Linked DNA regions of Mus musculus: region 1 is linked to region 2. The links are chromatin contacts, called in public HiChIP or PLAC-seq maps. All regions are on one chromosome and are shown on one strand. Each heading gives the region's core, a stretch centred on a gene start, on an enhancer-like site or on the middle of the called end of the contact. The rest is flanking DNA. Distances are from core to core; before and after follow the strand shown. Region 1 has its middle 8.8 kb from the start of Zfp217. Region 2 has its middle 42 kb from the start of Gm25214.

Region 1 (3,653 bases), core at 858-3,357, 1.3 Mb before region 2:
TGGTGAAGTGAAGTGGGACATGGCTTTATTCCTGCCAGAGAGGCCCAAACAAGAGAAGTCCGTCAACGAGAAAGTGGTGATTTTTATCGCCTACTTTAGTTTTCTGCACAAGGTTATTTACTTATTTATTTATTCATTTATATTTGAGACCAGGTCTCATCTTGCTCAGATTTGCATTGAACTATCTATCCTCCTGACTCAGCATTCCTAGTCCTGTTAGAACTATAGGCATTAATGGGATACTTGGCTTACCCTTTTTTTTTTTTTTTTTTTTTTTTTTTTAAAGCAGAGGGAACATAGACTTTATTAAGGAAATCAGAGAAAGGACTCCCAGTGTGGTAGAGGTTCCGAGGTGAATACTTATTTTAAGACAAAGTTTAATGGCATTCACTTGCTATGTAGCCGAGGGTGGCCATGAACTCCTAAACTTCCTGCCTCTACTTCCCAAGTGCTGGAATTACAGGTGTGTGCTGCCTTCCTTGGCTGTAAGAGGATTTACATACATGAGTTAATCAGAGAACTAGTTGTGTAGCCCAGGCAATGGAGAAACTGTCCATCCCCCAGTCACAGTCTCTTGGCCATCTGGGATTTCAAGTGTCCCCAAGTCACCATGTGGAGTTCACACTGGCATAGACCATGGCCCCAGTTCATGTTTTTTTGTTTTTTGTTTTTTCCTTTTTAGTTTTTCTTTTTGGCCTGGGACTCAGAGAGATGCCCGCCTCTGCTGCTGGGATTAAAGGTGTGAACCAGTTAACCTTGTAGATGTTGTAAATGGGATCTGAAAATTGGACATACTTCCATATCTGAGTATCTGCAGCAGATAGAGATGGTCTATGTTACTGTCTGAGGAAATGGTTCACTTAATAACTGGGCCACTTGTTATTCTACTGTAACCATGGCCAGAAGGTTACAGAAGGCTCCCGGCAGGTGATACACTTTGCCTTAGGTCAATTTTCAACTGGTTTCCATGTTAGGCTGGTCTTCTTGTTCCTTGATTATTTGGTCCCTAAGTCTAGAATGACATCTTGTCCCTGAATAGGAGGTCCTTGAAGGGGGCATCTGTTTTCTTCATATTGTGGGTGGAAGGATCTCAATATGTAGATCTTTAATTATGTAAGTTTATCCCCGGATTTTCCTCCACGTATGCAGGCTCTCTTTACTTAATATAAATATTTAAGGACAGGTGTGGTGGTACACATCTTTATTCCTAGCACTAGAGAGGCAGAGGCAGGTGGATCTCTTTGAGTTTCAAGCTAGTCATGGCTGCATAAGGAGAGCCTTTCTATAGCCTAGGATGACCTTGGATTTCTGATCCTGTGACCTCCGCCTCAGATTCAGGCATGATGGGTGTGCCCCAGCTCACGTGATTTTTATTTGTATTCTGTTCTGAGTTTAATTTTTCAGATGCTACATTTCCAGGAAAGAGTATTGGCTTTTTGTGTGTGTGTTTTGCTTCGTTATATATTTACAGGCCACTAATTTTTAATTACACAGAGAAATCTATCTTACTTATCTAAATTATATAAGAAAGTTGAAAACTTTTACCACAAAAATGTTCTGATTTTTTTTTTTCTCTTTCTGTTCAAGACTGAGTAACTTTTGTTGTGGGGGGTGGTCTTTCCTGATTTTCAGCATTCTTAAGGGTACGTCTGTGGTCTTGTGTGGTTTTCTTTTATTTTAGAAGGGGGGTACCTGTTTTACATCTTTACGTACGTAAAGCTTTCTGTAAGCGAACTTGGCAGACTTAGATTATTGTGTTAATAATCTCAGTGATCCAACTGCATGGGATCCTAGACTCGTATGTTGTTAATGTAAACCGCTACTTATATTGTGCAATTTGGCTGTTCAAAGTTTTAAGATTTCCCCTGTTTCAGTGAAGCTTTGGACGACCTTGCGTTTGCCTCTCTCACACTGCCAGGGAGATACCACATCTGTATGCAGCTGTGCTTCCTTGTGTTTAAATGTGATGAACATCTGCTTCTGTTAAAATGGAAGCTTCGGGAGGGCAGCGTTCTCGGCCGGTCTCAGCCTCGCTCTGTAATTACTACCCGGTTTAGTTGCTTCAGAGTTAGAAATGGACTGTAAATATTTACTAAGTGAATCAGGCTGGAGGGTTGGCCGAGGCCACAGTATAGCTTTGCATCCTGGTGTCCAGAGAATGACTGAGTCATGTTCTGGTGAAAAAGAAGCTTTTCATATAGGACAGAAGCTCTATGGTTATTGTGTGGCTGGAAGGAGGAAGGGTCTGGAGGTGACACAGAGAGAGGAATCAAGAATGATGGGATAAGGGGAGGGGCTTGGGTAGAGGTGTGGCCTGGGAGGACAGTAGGTTACTCAGCACCTTTGAGGGGAAGCTTGAAGGAAGTATAGAGGAAAGTTGGTACCTGACTTGGGATTTTTATGTTTTCTTTGAGACAGGATTGAATATAGCTCAGGTTGCTCTTGAAGTTCCTGTGTAGCTGAGGCTAGACTTAAACACTAGACTCCTGCTTCCAGCTCACTCTCTGTGCTGGCATTATAGGATTGGGTTACCAGCTTTTGTTGTTTCTGTGTAGCCAGGGCTGGCCTTCAACACTCCACCCCCACCCCCCCTCGGTAGCTCAGCTAAGGTGGGTTTCAAATTTGGCATCCTGTCTCAGGCACCTGAGCATGCACTGAGATTACAGTCCTGCTTGCAATACAGGCTCTGGGAGACTGATTTATTGAGGTAGGGCATCAGGGAGTCGGGGCTTTTTTGAACTCTTGATCTTTCTCCCTCTATCCTCCAAGTGCTGGGATAGCAGGTGAGCGACATCATGCCAGTCAGGGGTACTTATTTATTGTTTTTTTGTTTTTTTGTTTTTTAATTTCTTTAGAGAGAGAGTGTGTACTAGCCCACATTTGTGCCATGGCATGCACATGGAGGTCACAGGACCACCTTTCTAAGTCCTGGGGATTTAACTCCTTCTGTCCAGTCTAGTTTGGCAGCAAGTGCTTTTCTTTGCTGTTGTGCTTGTTTTGTTTTGTGTTGTGTTGTGTTTTTGAGAACACCCTCTGTAGACCAAGACGGTCTTCAACTTGTGCTGTTCCTCCTGGCTCTGCCTCCCACATCGACAGGCCCAATGACTGGCACGGGCCTCCTTCCTGGCTGAGTTATGTACATTTTAGAAACATTTATTGCCTTCTGCTCTGTGGAGAGAGTCCTGGTCAGGACCCTGATTTTTATGATCTTTCCTGCCACTTTTAAACCTTTTATACATTGTTCTCTGTCTTGGAACAGAGGCATCAGCAGCTGCACTCAAGGGCATGGCGGGAGTCGTGACTTCTTGGTGACCAAGTGTAGTATTGATGAGACAGAGTGGAAGAAGGGAAGGTGGTGTTCCAGAGCTCTTTGCGGCCGAACATCCAGGAAATAGGGTGTCAAATGTGTTTTCAACAGGGCATGATACATGCCTTTAATCCAGCTCGTGGGAGGCAGTCAGGAGGGCCTGAGCAGAGTCCAGCCCTAGGAGAAGTGATAGGCCAGCCTCGTCTGTCTAACTAAGCAAGATTCTTTTACTCCAAGAAAATTACATTATTACCCTAATAAATAAATTCCACAGCTGAGAAAAGATTAATAAATAATAAATCCATATTAAAGCATTAAAGCTTTTTTTGTCTAGTTCTATTACGTC
Region 2 (3,644 bases), core at 521-3,020:
AATCTAAACAGAATGAAAAAAAAGTCTAGAATTGCAAATATCACAGTCGTGAGCCCTTGGGACAAAGACTATGCTGATGTAACCTTGAAGCAGAAAATAAACAAACAAAAAGGGAGCAAAAAAATATTCAAGGCTAGGATGGAGCAGGCTGGCCAACGCCCTTTCCTGAAAAGCCCTTGTAGGGTGAGAAGGCAGGCGTCTTCACGCCTAGCACCCAGCGTGTCCCTCCTAGCTAGGTTTGATCCTCTAATGTCCTTTGGTCTCCTTCCCTCCCCACAAGTAAATTCCTCCTTCCAGTCTCCAATCTACTGGCGACACCCTGCAGCCCCTGTATGCTTTATCTGCGGATTCAGATTCAGGCTGTGGCTTTACCCAGGTGGCTTCTTGTAACTTTACTCGACAATTTGGAAAAACAAACAATTCCATTCCGACCTTCCGATTTCGTAGGCTTCTGCGTTCCCCTCCCAAGTCTGCCTTTGTCAGGACCCCGTTATTACAGATTGAGGTCACTAACTGATGGCCCTGGCTTGGGGTATTTCTTTTTCTTTCTTTCTTTCTTTCTTTCTTTCTTTTTTTTCTTTCCTTCTTCCCCACCTTAAAATGCTAACTTAGCTGGTGACCGATGGCAATTATATAAATGGTCTTTGTTTGGACTTATCTGATCTTTCCCTATCAAGGGGTTTAATCTCAGCCTTCCTGGAAAGCCTCAGCTTGGCTGTGAAGATGCAAGCAATCTTCCACAGCTGTTTCTGAGCCCCTGCTGCGAGCTGTTTACCCTTGTAAGCCCCCACTTGCGATTAAGAATTGCTGCATTTAAAATTCTATTTTTTTTAATATATGCGTTTATTTAGAGAGACTGTGTGCATTCGTGCGTGCATGCACACTCGGAGGTCAGGGGACAGCTTTTGGAAGTAAGTTCTCTTCTTCCACTTTGAGTGGGTTTCTGGAATCGAACTGGAGACATCAGCCTTGGCAACAGGAACATTTACCCACTGAGCCATCTGGCCAGCCCATGTCACTTATTGTTAAGAAAAAGAAATATATACATTATATATTAATATATAAAAACATATAATATACATTAATATATGCGGCAAAGAAGGAATCTCCTCCAGGTAATACGGTTGGGGCGATATGAAAGTTTTATATCAATACTGGGAGTCCCAAATATCAGTTTCCAGTCCCATTTGGAACATTTCGTTGCTATGTGAGTGGCCACTTTATACAAATTTGGGAAGGAGCCACAGAAGGAAGGAAATAAAAGCCACCTCTCCGGCTGGAGTCCCTCATGGGTGCAAGGTCCTGGGATCTGTGGGGGAGGGGCAAGCCCTTCCCGTCCTGCAATAAGCATTTTAAACCCTGGGCCGCACCTGTGTTTACAAACCGTAGCTGTATTCTCGGGATTTGCTGTGTGGGTGACAACAAGCCCTCTCAAATGTGCATTTTAGAAAAATCCAAAATCTGTTTTAAAGAGGAGAAATGAAGGTGGCCGATGGGACTCGGCGTGTGCCTTACTGGCCCCTCCCTGCCCTGCTCCCTACACCCGCCAAGCTTTTCACACCTGGAATGTTGGGGGGCGGGGGAGCTCTAGGTGGAAATGTCGGGGACTCACTCTTACTTCAGAACTGGGGCTACACTCTCTTCCCTCTTAGGCGAGGCTTCAGCCGGGCGGCGGCGGCGGCTTCATCACGGTAATACAATTTTGTATGTTAAACAACAGATGTCAAACAGAAAAAAAGAGACGGGCCTTGGCTTTTCTTTCCCTGTGGCCCTCTTCCCCCCTCCCCTCTAAAGCAGCCATTTTTTCAGTTGCTATGACAGTGGTGTAGGAGTCTATCATTTTCCCATGCCTGCTGTATGTTAATGTGGAATCCATGCAGGCGTTATCTGGTTAGGCTGGGGGGCGGGGGGCAGCCTGCCCTCCCGGTCCCCTCCCCCACCCCGTCCTCAGTTTCCTCTCTAAGGAGTGATGTGTGTAAAGCCCTAAGTTTCATTTGCTTATTAACGTATCAGTTACAATCAGCCACAGAGTAACTGAAGCCCCCAGCGTGTGTTTACAAAGCAAGCTTTGAAATGAACAGAAGAGAGCTAGACTCATATTTTGTGTGTCATCTAAGACAGTCCTGCCCTTCCACCCTAACTCCGAAAACATCAGACCAGTCCACATGGAGGAGGGGACCGAAGCTCCTTCAAAATTTCCCCAAGCTGAGATAATCATAAGGTTTTCATAAGAATCTTTCTAACAAAGATGGTGAAGAAATCAAGAAAAAAGAAAAAAAAAAACGTTATGGAAGGAATCGGAGTAAAGAAAAACTTATTCTTTAAAACCAAACGGAGAGAAAGTGGAAGTTGGCCCCACCAGAGGGTCACTCTTCTTGGTGGTTTCGGTCTGTGTGAAATCCTTTGTCATTCCTGAAAGAATTTGTGAATCAGAATCATTGATTAGGGGCCTCAGAGTTAACTGTGCTTAAACAGAGAGCAACAAAGAAAAGGGAAGTTTTTTTTTCTTTTTTCTTTTTTTTAAGCTTCAGAAACAGGCCAGGACAGAAGCAAAATTAACCCCCAACGTGATTGATAGCATGCTTCACGTTATCCCCCCCCCCCTTCATTTCCAACAGAATACAGCCATGCCTGTCAGCCGAGGTTGGCACCCCCCCCCTTTCTCTTCTTCCTAATCCCTTAAAAAAAAATCTTGAGCCAGTAGGCCTCTAAAATGATTGCTTCAATTGTCAGTAGTTGCTTTCTTCACATTGTCCGGCTTTTCGGAGGCATCTGGCACATTTTATTCCGTTTTTGTTATTTTGAGCTGTTCTTTTATCATTTACCCACAGGAAGCAGTCTTAGCTGGCTGCAGATAAGACCTCGCATCCAGATGTGCATATCAAAGCGGGAGCAGCTACTTATTAAGAAAAACTTTCTTCTTAAGCCCAGCTCCTGTTCAAAGGACTGAGAGAGCCCGTGGCGTCAGTGACAAGCTGGTAATTCAATGCCTCGTCCCCACTCTGCCTCGGGATGGGAGGGGGGAACGGAGGTCAGAGTTTTTGGTGAAGGTCCACGTTTTAAAGCTGAAAAGGGTCTAGTGTAACAACAGCGCATCTTCCCCTATGCAGGCATCTACGTGCCGCTGGGTTTACACTGGGGGAAATGAATGCGCCCCAAATGGACCAGTAGCTATGCCCCGAAGAACGGATTTTGAAAGCCTAAAATTACCTTCTTTTTTTTTTTTTGAAGAGTGATATGCATTTGTATGGAAAATATTGAATTTCAACGCCCACCAACCTGCACTTGCTTCCTCTAGCTTTGAAAATACATTTAATATATTTAATAGCAGAAGACACATACAGAGCCCAAGGCTGTTCTCACAGCCTTTCCTAGCCCCGCCCCAATCTAAAGCGAGGTTGTGGTGTGCTACTTAGCCCCTTTTACAGCATTTTAAATGCACAAATGCCAAAATCAAACACTTTGTGGGGGATGGTGGGATGGTTCAGTGGATAAAGGCGCTGGCTGCTAAACCTAATGACCTGTGTCTGATTCTCCAGACCCACATGGTGGAAGGAGAGAACAGACTTTCAGAGGGTGTCCTCTGACCTCTCCATATTTGTGACAACTCCCACAATAATTATAAAATATGTATTTATAGCTTA

The links. HiChIP or PLAC-seq counts read pairs in DNA pulled down with a chosen protein or histone mark.
Region 1: an H3K27ac HiChIP or PLAC-seq map of embryonic stem cells shows a contact between it and region 2, with 3 times the contacts expected there. The contact joins two enhancer-like sites. A contact is called at or near these places in 3 of 39 promoter capture datasets (cranial neural crest, hippocampal neurons and stem cell-derived epiblast-like cells) and 2 of 115 datasets of contacts at active chromatin or transcription factors (embryonic stem cells and extraembryonic endoderm stem cells).

Annotation. Positions count from the first base shown.
Region 1 is chr2:170,138,240-170,141,892 of GRCm38.p6, reverse strand. It overlaps a transcript of Zfp217 not described here. Among named protein-coding and RNA genes, the nearest start is that of Zfp217, 8.8 kb to the right of the region's middle. Within about 2 kb of position 2,107, at least 59 of the 459 cell types and tissues checked have an H3K27ac peak or open chromatin away from gene starts, as enhancers often do. A contact at or near this core is called in embryonic stem cells and stem cell-derived epiblast-like cells, where this site is marked.
Region 2 is chr2:168,838,152-168,841,795 of GRCm38.p6, reverse strand. No RefSeq gene overlaps it. Among named protein-coding and RNA genes, the nearest start is that of Gm25214, 42 kb to the left of the region's middle. Within about 2 kb of position 1,770, at least 43 of the 459 cell types and tissues checked have an H3K27ac peak or open chromatin away from gene starts, as enhancers often do. A contact at or near this core is called in embryonic stem cells and stem cell-derived epiblast-like cells, where this site is marked.